Linked DNA regions of Mus musculus: regions 1 and 2 are each linked to region 3. Evidence: chromatin contacts called from public Micro-C and promoter capture Hi-C data. All regions are on one chromosome and are shown on one strand. The core of a region is the stretch at or near the end of the contact, and the rest is flanking DNA. Distances in the headings are between cores, read along the strand shown.

Region 1 (4,157 bases), core at 1,110-3,609, 3.0 Mb after region 3:
ATGTTGTTCTTTATAAAAATTGTCTTGGTCATGGTGTCTCTTCACAGCAATGGAAACCCTAAATAAGACACAGGGTTTCTGTGTAGCTCTGGCTGACCTGGAACTCAATCTACAGATCAGGCTGGCCTCGAACTCAGATCCACCTGTCCCTGCCTCTTGAGTACTGAGATTAAAGGCATTGGAAACAATTGCTTGGCCAGGTCAAATTTTAGTAGGATTCTCTTGAGTGGTCCTTTTTTTTTTTTAAAATTAATTAATTAATTTATTTATTTTTTGAAACAGTGTTTCTCTGCAGCCCTGGCTGTCCTGGAACTCACCTTGTAGACCAGGTTGGCCTCGAACTCAGAAATCCGCCTGCCTCTGTCTCCTGAGTGATGGGATTAAAGGCGCCACCACACCTGGCACAAGTGGTCCTTTTTTGACTATTTCTGGGCTGAGGCTATAACACAAAGAAAGCCTTTTGTATAGGCCTAGTAAAGCAGGATTCCTTAGCACTCAATATCAGCCAGTATTACAGTGTGGGCTATAAGACCCTTAGCTATAGCCGGGAGTGGTGGCGCACGCATTTAATCTGAGCACTTGGGAGGCAGAGCCTGGTCAACAGAGTAAGTTCCAGGACAGCCAGTGCTACACAGAAAAACTCTGTCTCAAAAAAACACACAAACAAACAAACAAAAAAGGCCCTTAGCCATAAAGACTTGACACATCTCTGTAACTTTTTTTTTAAAGATATTTTATGTTTATCAGTAGTACACTGTTGCTGTCTTCAGACACACCAGAAGAGGGTATTGGATCCCATTACAGATGGTTGTGAGCCATCATGTGGTTGCTGGGAATTGAACTCAGGACCTCTGGAAGTCAGTGCTCTTAACTGCTGAGTCATCTCTCCAGCCCCTCTATAACTCTTTATGCAATCTGGATAGAGGGATTTGAGTACCTAGGCCACATTTAAGCTGCAATAGCAAGTTCTAACTGTGGGCTGAGGAATCTTGGCTTCTTAGCCCTTAGGCTTCTTAGGACGATATACCCCAGGTCCATGGGAGGACAACTCACGTGTACCATTGCTGATGCTTCTGCCCTTGTACTGTGGCCTATCACTGCTACCAAAGCTTGAAGAGCTTCTGGCATACTTGTGACTACTTGTGACTTCTATTTCAGTAGAGCAAAAGGACTCTCCAGCCAGCTCATCCAGCACTGGTGCCATTTGCCATACATAGCAAGGATAAACTGACAGTCTGTATTGCTGTCCATCAAAAACTACTCTGCTAAAAAAGAGAAACAAGCGGAGAGTTAAAGGCCATGAGCATGAAGCTGGGCATGGGACTTATAGCTATAGTCCTAGCACCTGGTATATGCAGGTAAAAGAAACAGAGCAAGGTCAGCCTACATTATGAAATTGAATCCAGCCTCAGCTACATGCCATTGTCTCAAACAACAACAACAAAAGACATGAGTATGAAATGAACCACTCTCCTTTTTGAGACCTGATCCAACTGTGTAGCCCAGGCTGCCCACAAGAACTCTATGTAGCCCATCTTGACCTCCCAATTGGTCAGTTTTTCTCTGTTCTGAAATTGCAGGTGTGTGCTGCAAAATCTGGCTGAATATTTTTGTTAGTTTTTTATTTTGTTTCCCAAGACAGGGTTTCTCTATGTGGCCCTGAAACTCTCTCTGTAGACCAGGCTGACCTCAAACTCAGAGATGAGCCTGCCTCTGCTTCTGAGTGCTCTGCTTTAAGGTGTGCACTCACACAGCCAGGCTCTGGCTTAACATTTTGACACGGGGAACATTTCATATTAGTGAAGTGTAACAGGTTAACTAGTGGATTTTGTCTGTTTAGAGCAGGCTCTGGAGCCAGGAAGATCCAGGGGGACCCCAGCACAGCTTCCTGTCAGAATACTAGCAGGAACACCCAAGTCGCATGACAACCAAGTCACATTAGACCTCGCTAACTAATCTTCATAAGGACTGCTGCAAAACAAGTGTTCAAAATAGTCACTCATGTTATTCAAATTATTTTGTGCAGGGATACATTTTACCAACCCAACTATTATTTAGGGCAGCTTGTTTTGGATACAAAGCCCGTGGGCCTCAAAGTCGCAGCGCTCCTGCTTCGGCCCGCCAAACGCTTCAATTATCAGACGGCATCCCACGCCCTGAATGTACCAGGTTCTTAACAAGCTTCGGAAGCGTCTCCCGTGTAACTGCTAATGACAGCCGAAAGACAGTGAGCAACAGGCTGGCTTTGGCCAGATGCAAAGTTCTGCATTGGCGCGAAGCCCGAGCGAGCGACTGAAACCCAATTCTGTGACGTCACGTCACGCCCACAGCCTGTCTTGCAGGCCGCTCCTCTGGGGCCGGGCTACGCGTTGACGCCACACGCCGGGGCGGGGCTGAGAGTTTGGAGCCCGGAGTGGTGTCGGCGCTTCACTCGGGTGGAGCTGAACGGGAGACAGGTAACCTTGTGCGGCAGACGGGCTCCGTCCAGGGCTGGGAGGCTCGGCGCTTGACACCCGGAGCTCGCGGCCGAGGGTGAGGCCTATGCGTCCTTGCTTCCGGAGTGCCTGAGTGACGGGCGTGAAGCCGGACAGAGCCGGGCTGGCGGAGGGCGGCGATGGTGGGCGGGGGACGAGACCTGACGGACAGACGTTATAGCCAATGGCGTGGCAGGGTCCTCCAGGCGGGCGGAGATTGGCGGACGCGGACTTGCGCCGGGGGTCGGGGGGCCGAGCGCTATTGGCTCTGGCGGCGGAGCCGCGAAGGTGGCGGGCTAGGGAGTAGGTGGCCTGGCGGCCCGGGAGAGCCCCAAGGTCGCGGCGTGTCACGTGGACCGGTCGCTCCCTCTGGCCCGCGCGCGTTCTTTTGTCCTGCGTGCGCTGACCCCAGCAGGCCGCCGTCCTTGTGTTCGCCGTGCCCGGACACGGCGCTGACCTTGGTGCCTGCGGCAGCCCCACCTGCCGGTATGAGGTAAACCAGGCTGTCGGCCAAGGTGACACTGGTTTCCCTAGAAACACCATCCACGCACCGCTTTCCTCGCGAGAGTGTGTGACAGATGTGAGTTATACCCAGAGTGACTGGGAAGCCTGCTACTGTGCCCTCGCATGAGTTACCAGATCATGTTTCTTTTGCCCACCGAGCAGTGTGCCAGTCTCTGAAGTGACAGGTTCGGCAAGAATCCTCACGTGGATACCATGTAAAGACAGGAGAGCGGAGTGTAGGGCATTTGAGTATCTACACGGTGAAGGAGCAGGGTGAGGTGTGGAAAAGGGATTAAAGGTAATGAGAAGTGACGGGCTAGGTGTTGTGCGCATGCGTAACTCAACTTCCTGACTGTAAGATCAGAAAATGGCGGCGTTAAGCATCATTGGAGGGTGGAGTTTTAGATCCTTGACGTCAAAAGGTCACTCAAGGAACACCTCTACAGGCCCAAGTGGGGTCAGTGGGGTCAACCTGTATTCGATGGAGGTCTCTACGTCCGTAAGTGTTATCTGTATATAGTGAAGCTATTGCGAATGTGCAACTGGTCTTCATCACCCTAAGTAGAAGCGTGTAACTAAAAATAGAAGTAAAAATTTCCCCCAGCTTTTCTGTGGATTTCATTGCCCTTACAGGCCCTACTTGTGTCTGTGTATCCTGTGCTCTGACATTGAGCAGAGGACACCGTTGGAGTTCCTCTGTTTGTCTGATCCTCTAGCCTTGCCCTTGAAGGTGGAACCAGGTAGATTAGTAGGTGGCGTTAGGAAAGTGACACTATAATTGTCTTTTTCTCTTTTTCTATCCTTGTCATTTTGTATCACATACTATGCAGCTTTCTTTCTTTTTTTTTTTTTAATTTAAAAGGTTACATTTATTTGTAGGTAGGGAGATGTGCACACGTGACAGTGCTTGTGTAGATGTCACGGGGCAACTTGTGAGCGCTGGTTCTCATCTTTCATCTTTCTAGGGGTTGACCACAGGTGATCAGGTTTGGTGACACTGGTCCAATTTGCAGGCCCCTACTTTCTTTCTTGGTATATACACATTTAGTCTTGCTTATCTCTAAGGCAGATTGATCTTCTCATTATTTATGTGCCTTTCAGTTGCTGGTAATTGCCTTTTCTGTGCCGTTTATTTTATTAAATAATAATGGGGCTATTCTTGGAAATATGATTAATATT
Region 2 (4,061 bases), core at 282-2,781, 3.1 Mb after region 3:
CAGATGTGAGCCACTTCATCTGGCCTTTTCCCCAGTTCCTGGGCCCTGTATTGCAAGCACTTTTACCTGCTAAGCCATCTTGCTGGCTCAACGGAGGGACAGCAGAACATATCAGCAAATTATATGTCAGGTAAGAAATTAAACCCAGAATATGCAAAGAACTCCTAAAATGCAAACTATAACCAAAACAATCAGTTAGTTAAAAATAAAGGCAAGTGCTCTTAACCATGGGGCCTTCTCCCCATCCCTGTCTCTACCTTATCCACTATACTGACTCAGTCTTGCCTAGACTGTCTAACCAGTCAGTCTCCATTGCCTCCAGGCCTGGACTTACAGACTCCTCCCAATGGCCTGGCTTTTACATAGGTGCTGGGGATCCAAACGCAGGTAGGTCCTTGAGCTTGTCCTGCAAGCACTTAACAGTTTTGAGAAAAGCAGGTTTACATGATGCTATATGCACAAAGCACACTGGTACAGAATTTTCCAGTTTGGCAAATCAAAACTCTTTGTAGTTCAACCTAATGTGCTTTTGGTCTGATTCATCCAAATAAGGCATGGCCAGACCCACATTCCTGAGGTTCTGTGTCTAAAGGCCTTACAGCTCGGGAGCCAACTCCAGCAGACGCTATGGTGAAGGGTCTTCCACAGCACCGACTTTCCCATACTCAGGCTTTGTTTATGAGGCAGGGCCTCACACTTACAGCTCAGGCTGTATGGAACTCACTATCCTCCTGTCTCCATCTACCTAGAGGTGGGATTTACAGGCGTGTGAAGCCTTTGAGAGCACGCCTTAGGCCACATGAGGAAATGAGAAGACCTTGGGGTATTGGGGGTCGGGGAGAAAAAAATTACAGGTAGACTCTGACCAGGATCGTGTTTAAATAGCTTCCTCCTGGAGAAAACACAAGATATATTTGGAAAGTAGGACATTTAAAAAGTATTTCATAATCTTTAAAATGAGGGGGCTGCTTGTGCCCGTTCCCCAGAGTTTAAGAAAACGGAGGCGCTCACAGGGACCTATCAGGAAGCGGTTGCCATTGCACAATGACGGTGTGGGTCCTGGATCTAGGCCCAGGGATGCCTGCCTGTTCGAGTTTCCGCAGAGAGGGCAGCGCCTCAGGACCCCGCCCGACCTTGAAGGGCCGCTCGACCTTGAGGACCATGTTTGCCTCAGTTACTTGCTCTGTGCAATGGGAAGATACGCGGTACCACTGGGGAAGACCAGGGGCCCCGACGCGTTCCTAAGGACAGCCAGATTGCGTGGCCACCCTCCCTAACTGCCCTCGGACTCTTCCCCCACCGACCGCGCCGCAACCATCTAGTAGGAGCCCGCGGGCGGGAACCTGCCTCTGCGCGCTACAGCGCACGCGCGCCTCGCGCCCCGCCCCACCCGCGCCCGCGCCCGCCCATAGGCCTGTCGCGCCGTCACTCCGTTTGGAAAGCAGTTGTGATTGATCCAGGTCCGGGCGCGCGACTCGGTGGTGGGCGGGGCCCGAACCGGGTATAAAGGAAGCCGCGGCGAGGCTCGTGCCGCTTTGCAGACGCCACTGTCGCTTTTCGCCGCTTGCTGCAGCCATGGTCAACCCCACCGTGTTCTTCGACATCACGGCCGATGACGAGCCCTTGGGCCGCGTCTCCTTCGAGGTCGGGTGGGCAGTGGTGCTCCAGGGTGGGGTCCCGGGAGCTGTGGAGGGGGAGGCTCTCTCGGGCGCGGCCCGACCCTCCGGTGGAGCGAGCGCGGGTGGCGGCGCCATTTCCTGACGAGGGGCCATTTTGGGAGGCTGGCGAGGCGCGGGGAGGCTGGGCGGGCTGCGGACAAAGCCGGGCGGGGCGCGGCCGTTGGGGGAGGGGGCCGTCCCCGCCCGTCCCGGCCTCCCCGCAGGCGCACGTGGCTGCGTCCTGTGGGGCCCCGCGAGGCCGGGCGCACGTGCTCCGCGCCTCTCCCTTCTCCCAGCCGTTGGGCCCCGCCCTGCTCCGCTGCGGCGCTGCAGCCCCGCGGGCCTCTTCCCAGCCTGCTTTCCGGAGCCCCACAGCCTTTTACTCGGATCTGAGCAGGGACCCTGCCTAAGGTCTCAGGGGCGAAGGCTCGGAGAGCCCGGACGTGCTCGTTAGCCCGGTTAAACCTAGTGGTTTCCTAAACCTAGTGGTTCCTACGAAGAATATAAAATAATCGTTTTATAGCAGACTTGAGTGTGAATTGAACCTTTGGCCATTTGGTCCGAAGTAGCCACATTTGGTTAGGGAGGCTCAAAATACCCCTCCGCGTCCCCCACCCCCGAGCGGAAACGAGAAAGGCTTGGCTTTTGCTGGTGCCCAAGGACCGCCTCCTGTCGCAGTGATGGCGCAGCGGGGGAGGCGCTCTGAACCCCTCCCTATTACCCTCAGTGAGACAGGCATGTTATGACTGGCCACGCTGCAGTTTGCATTGACCAAAGTGGATTGCCAGTAGTTACCTACTTAATTAGTTCTGGAGGTTAAGTGGCTGCTTAAAGATCAGTTAGTAATTAGAGTACCCTAAACAATTGGCGTTTTTCTTTTACAAAATTAAATATTCAGCCGGGCGTGGTGGCGCACGCCTTTAATCCCAGCACCCGGGAGGCAGAGGCAGGCGGATTTCTGAGTTCGAGGCCACGCTGGTCTACAGTGTGAGTTCCAGGACAGCCAGGGCTATACAGAGAAACCCTGTCTCGAAAAAAACAAAAAACCCCAAAATTAAATATTATTGTTAGCCTCAGTACTAGCCCTTAGGCCATAGTGGAATATGTTACTTAGTGTCTGTACTGTTAAACTCCAGAAGCTATCATTGGTGAGTTTTTAACTCAAAAGCTAGATCTCCCGATTGCCCGCCTGCCACAGTGCTGGGTACACATAGTAGGTAGGCACATAAAAAGAGCACTAGGTTCTAATTAGCCCTCACCCAGCATGTATCTAGTCAAGAGCTGATAATTGACAAGGACTCTTGTGGAAACTTGGCCTAAGCTTAGCCTGGGTAGGATAGTATCAGGTTAACCAGAGCTTAATGGGAATGAGATGAGCCCATAGGTGAAAATAGAGGTGGAGCTGCCAAGAAAGGCTTTGAAGTCATAATTTGATGAAAAAAAATGTGGACTTGGAAAGCTGTTAAGCTGTGAGAAAAAAAAAACAGTCCAAAGGAGTCACATATTTAACTACTTAAACCATAAATGTATTCCTCCAAGAGAAGTGTAGATGCTGCAACTGATGAGTTGTGGTTTTCAACTAGCTATGAAAGGGCATGTAGATATTGAAGTGTTGGAATCCTCTACAGTCCTCTACAATTAGGTTAGGAGCCACTCACCTGATGCTTAAAGCTATGCTGACAGGTTGAAGGTGGTAGCATTTTCATTGCCAGAAACTAACAGTTTATTTGCCTAATCATGCATTGTGTGACAGTGCTTTGAGAATTTGATTTTAGGTTTCAACATGAAGTTAGGAGTGATGGTATGCTTTTGAGAAGCCTCAAGTCTATTCAGAAGTAGGTGTGATGTATTAAAAGCTCTTGAGTCATGCTTAAGGAGTCTGTCACTATTTTAAGTAATGACTAGTTCCAGATTTCCTTCATATTTTTTGGTTCTCAACCCTGTAGAATCTTAAAGCTGATAGGTGTGATTTCTTACTAGGAATTGAACGTTATTACCAAAGTGGTGTTCTGAGAATGAATTTGACTCACAAGTCCCTAAAGCTAAAGACATTAAGCATGAGACTGTTCACCTATATATTAACTAGCTGTTCATTTCTTTGTTACAGCTGTTTGCAGACAAAGTTCCAAAGACAGCAGGTTGGTTTCATTTTCTAGTTTTAACAAGTTTTGTGGGTAAAACTATAAAAAAGAATAAGTATATGTGTATACATGTTTTTTGTTTTTTTAACAGAAAACTTTCGAGCTCTGAGCACTGGAGAGAAAGGATTTGGCTATAAGGGTTCCTCCTTTCACAGAATTATTCCAGGATTCATGTGCCAGGTATTTATTAAATTGAAATTTTTGTTTGTTTATTTATTTATTTTTAAAATATTTATTGATTGATTGATTATATGTAAGTACA
Region 3 (3,958 bases), core at 570-3,069:
TCATTTGCATGGTAATACCCAGAATGCTTTTCCACACACACCGCTACATTTAATGGAAGCGCTCAGTTTGGAGCCGTGCAAAGTTTGGAATACGTGCTTCGCTCCTCTCGCAACTGTGGGAACTTCGCGCCAGTACACGTGCTTTGCCTACAGTCTCTGATACCAATAGCTCAGCGACAGCCCAAGCAGACGAACCTGTGTGCAACCCTCGCCTAATAGCATCCTCAGGCGTCTTAGGGACAATGCGCTCTAGCCTGGCCGCACGGTCCGTGGTCAAAGTGGCCGGCATTTTGCCGGGCGGCAAGGGCTAATAAGCAAGCTTCTGGCTTGGGGAAGATCGAGGGGGCTTCTTGATCTCTGGATTCCCTAGTTTTCTTACAAAACTGCTGGGACATGCAGGGGTCGTTGATTTTGTCCATCGCCATCATACTGTCCCTTCTCTGAGCTGGCTTGTGACTTCACGCTCCCTGGGGCACAAAGCCCAAGTAGCTGTGGGTGGGGAAAACGACCTATCTCTAGTTATCCAGGCGTGCCGGGCATTTGCCTCGGTCAGTGTGAGGCAGGCAGAAGGTTCCGCCTGCGTCGGATCGGGATCCCGTCTCCTTCCTAGGGCAGCAGAGCGGGAGGTCTCAGCCGACTTCTAGGGATTTCGGCCATCAAAGGAGAACTAGGCAGGGTGCTGATGCCCGTCCGACCTGCGGGTGCGCAAGGTAGGCTGGGGGGCTCAGATCCACAGGCTCTGGCTGCCCATCCCGCACGCTCGCCTACACTCTGGGCGGGCAGCGGAGGGGCGGCTGTAGCTGGTTTGCTGGCTCGGCGCTCAGATCGTATTGGCCGGGGTCGGGGGGGGGGTGGTGGTGTGTGGGGGGTGGTTGAGGCTGCAGCCCCGGGCCCCGCGGGCGGGGTGGGGAGGCGGAGGATCAGGCTGCGCTAGCATTGGCGGAGCTGGGGAGTGGGGGCAGGAAGCGAGCGGAGCGGAGCTGCAGGGGGGGGGGTTGTATAAATAGGGAATGGGGGACGTGCATCCTCCGCTGGGTGAGGGGGGGGGGCGTTCGGCACAAAGAAAGTGGAAAGTTTGCAGCGCTAGGCGGCCCAAGCTAGGGAGCCGGATGCGCACGTGCTGAGTCGGGGCGACCGAGACCCCCCACGCCGAGCTCGCTGCTTTTTTTTCTTTCTGCAAGCTGGGGGGGGGGGTGTTGTTGGTATCGCCCCCTCCTTCTCCTCCCCCCAGGGGTGAAAGTGCAAGAGGAAGTGCAGCCGCTGCCATCTTTCCTCCGTTCCGAACGCACGGAGCCTGGGGCCGCAGCGCCGCCGCCACTCGTGCCTGGCTTGGGAAAGGGCCCACCCTGCTACTGCCACCCGCTCGCTTCGGCCGCCGCCTTCGCCGGGCTCCAAGACTCGGCCTACGCCACCGCCCCTGTGCGCGCGGACCGCCGCCTTCGCCTTCGCCTTTTGTTTCCTTTGCTCCGGCGCCCCCACCCCGGCTCGCGCTTTGCAGGGGACGCAGCGCGCGCCCCCAGTGGGCCCGGGAAAAGCCTCGGAGCGCGCGCTTGCGCTTGCGCGGCGGACCCCTCCTCCTCCCCGCGCGCGCGCGCGCGCCTTTTGGCCGCGCGCCGGCGCCGCCTGGCGGGCGGGAGGGGAGGTGGCAGCTGCGTTTGCAGGAGGGGCGCACCTCTTCGCTCGTTTACCCCTGGAAGGTAGACCTAGAGAGGGAGGCGGGCAGGCGGAGAGGGAGTGCTACGCGGGTCCGGCGGAGGTTAAGGGCGGCAATGTGGGGGGCAGTGCCCCGCTGGGTCTAGCCCTTTTTATTAGAGCAGGGGGCGTGTGCGCTGGGCGCACCTGAGAGTACTACCGAGCCCTGGGCCGCACGTGCGGGGAGTGTGAGTGGTCCGCTGCAAAAGGCGTCTCGCTGCCTAAGGGAAGGGACCAGGGACTGGCGGGTGCCCGGCCCGGCGAGTGGGGAAGGGGCAGCGACCATGGAGCGGGTCAACGACGCTTCTTGCGGTCCGTCGGGCTGCTACACCTACCAGGTGAGCAGACACAGTACGGAGATGCTGCACAACCTGAACCAACAACGCAAAAACGGCGGGCGCTTTTGCGACGTGCTCCTACGAGTAGGCGACGAGAGCTTCCCAGCGCACCGCGCCGTACTGGCTGCCTGCAGCGAGTACTTTGAGTCTGTGTTCAGCGCCCAGTTAGGCGACGGCGGAGCTGCAGATGGTGGTCCTGCTGATGTGGGAGGCGCGGCGGCGGCTCCAGGCGGCGGAGCTGGAGGCAGCCGCGAACTGGAGATGCACACCATCAGTTCCAAAGTGTTCGGAGACATCCTGGACTTCGCTTATACGTCCCGAATCGTTGTGCGCCTAGAGAGCTTCCCCGAGCTCATGACGGCCGCCAAGTTCCTGCTGATGAGGTCGGTCATCGAGATCTGCCAGGAAGTAATCAAACAGTCCAACGTGCAGATCCTCGTGCCCCCTGCCCGGGCTGATATCATGCTCTTTCGCCCACCTGGGACTTCTGACTTGGGCTTCCCTTTGGACATGACCAACGGGGCAGCCATGGCAGCCAACAGTAACGGTATTGCTGGCAGTATGCAGCCCGAGGAGGAGGCTGCCAGGGCCACAGGTGCTGCTATTGCGGGCCAAGCTTCTCTGCCTGTGTTACCCGGGGTGGACAGATTGCCCATGGTGGCTGGACCCCTATCCCCCCAACTACTGACTTCTCCGTTCCCTAATGTGGCATCCAGTGCACCTCCACTAACTAGCAAGCGAGGCCGGGGACGCCCCAGGAAGGCCAACCTGCTGGACTCCATGTTTGGGTCTCCAGGGGGCTTGAGGGAAGCAGGCATCCTTCCATGTGGCCTGTGCGGGAAGGTGTTCACTGACGCCAACCGGCTCCGGCAACATGAGGCCCAGCACGGCGTCACAAGCCTCCAGTTGGGCTATATCGATCTTCCTCCTCCAAGGCTGGGTGAGAATGGGTTACCCATCTCCGAGGACCCCGATGGCCCCAGAAAAAGGAGCCGGACCAGGAAGCAAGTGGCTTGTGAGATCTGTGGCAAGATCTTTCGTGACGTATACCATCTCAACCGGCATAAGCTTTCCCACTCGGGGGAGAAGCCGTACTCGTGCCCGGTGTGTGGTCTGCGGTTCAAGAGAAAAGACCGAATGTCGTACCATGTGAGGTCCCATGATGGGTCAGTGGGCAAACCGTACATCTGCCAGAGCTGTGGGAAAGGTTTCTCCAGGTGAGGATGGCACCCTCCCCCACTCCCTGCTGTGTATTATCTTAGTTCTGTCTCGAGACAGATCCTTCCCAGGATCTGGGGATGTGGATCTTGTGGGGGTAGAGGGTCACTGGACCTTAATAGAACATAACATGTTTAAATGTTTTAAGATCTCCAACTTTGATGGTGTGGCCAAGAGCTGCATCTATGCCTTCAGGCAAGTTCTCTGGCACCAGGGTGCTTACTAGCTTCACCCTCCCAGGGGCCTTGTAGGAAGGGGCCGGATTCCTTAGGCCAGAGCCATTGGGCCTCCCCATTCTTCTCCCCTGGTTCCCTTTGTGTTTCCGGCACCAGGCGTGGGGCCCCCTCTGGGGGCGGGAGGCTGGGCTCCTCCCTCGACTTTCCCCGCCTGAATGGCTTCGGAGGGAAGAACTGAACAAGTGTGTCTAGGACTCCTTACACTCCCGAGGCCTAGATCCTCCACCAGTTTGAACAGGCTGGCCTGCAGCAGTAGGTTCCAGCTTTGCCCCTCATGTGACCCTAGGTTTGAGAGACATAAAAGCCGGCTACGCAGGGCTGTTTTGCAGTAGTAATACTGGAATCTGATGCGCTCTGACGTGGTGGCTTCAGAATCCAGTGGACCCACAGGTCGTCTGTTTGTTCTCAGGACAGACCTTCTTTTCAACTTTCAGAGAGCCTTCTTGGGAACTGAAGACTTGCCTGGGAGCAGAG

What was found. Promoter capture Hi-C pulls out the DNA fragments that hold promoters and counts their contacts. A called contact is a pair of places that touch in the nucleus more often than the background predicts.
Region 1: a promoter capture Hi-C map of liver shows a contact between it and region 3, with 9 times the contacts expected there. The contact joins the promoter of Ogdh here to the promoter of Patz1 in region 3. A contact is called at or near these places in 1 of 39 promoter capture datasets (liver), 2 of 115 datasets of contacts at active chromatin or transcription factors (embryonic stem cells and stem cell-derived neural progenitor cells) and 1 of 9 other capture datasets (liver).
Region 2: a Micro-C map of embryonic stem cells shows a contact between it and region 3, with 5 times the contacts expected there. The contact joins the promoter of Ppia here to the promoter of Patz1 in region 3. A contact is called at or near these places in 1 of 39 promoter capture datasets (cranial neural crest) and 1 of 484 Hi-C or Micro-C datasets (embryonic stem cells).

What each region holds. Positions count from the first base shown.
Region 1 is chr11:6,289,238-6,293,394 of GRCm38.p6, forward strand. It overlaps Ogdh (oxoglutarate (alpha-ketoglutarate) dehydrogenase (lipoamide)), which reads left to right and starts at 2,360. Exons shown (of 23, transcript NM_010956.4): 1 at 2,360-2,456. It overlaps Gm46270 (predicted gene, 46270), which reads right to left and starts at 3,026. Exons shown (of 1, transcript NR_168687.1): 1 at 580-3,026.
Region 2 is chr11:6,414,336-6,418,396 of GRCm38.p6, forward strand. It overlaps Ppia (peptidylprolyl isomerase A), which reads left to right and starts at 1,532. Exons shown (of 5, transcript NM_008907.2): 1 at 1,532-1,644; 2 at 3,766-3,796; 3 at 3,891-3,979. The coding sequence starts at 1,576.
Region 3 is chr11:3,288,638-3,292,595 of GRCm38.p6, forward strand. It overlaps Patz1 (POZ (BTB) and AT hook containing zinc finger 1), which reads left to right and starts at 1,820. Exons shown (of 4, transcript NM_019574.3): 1 at 1,820-3,247. The coding sequence starts at 1,977.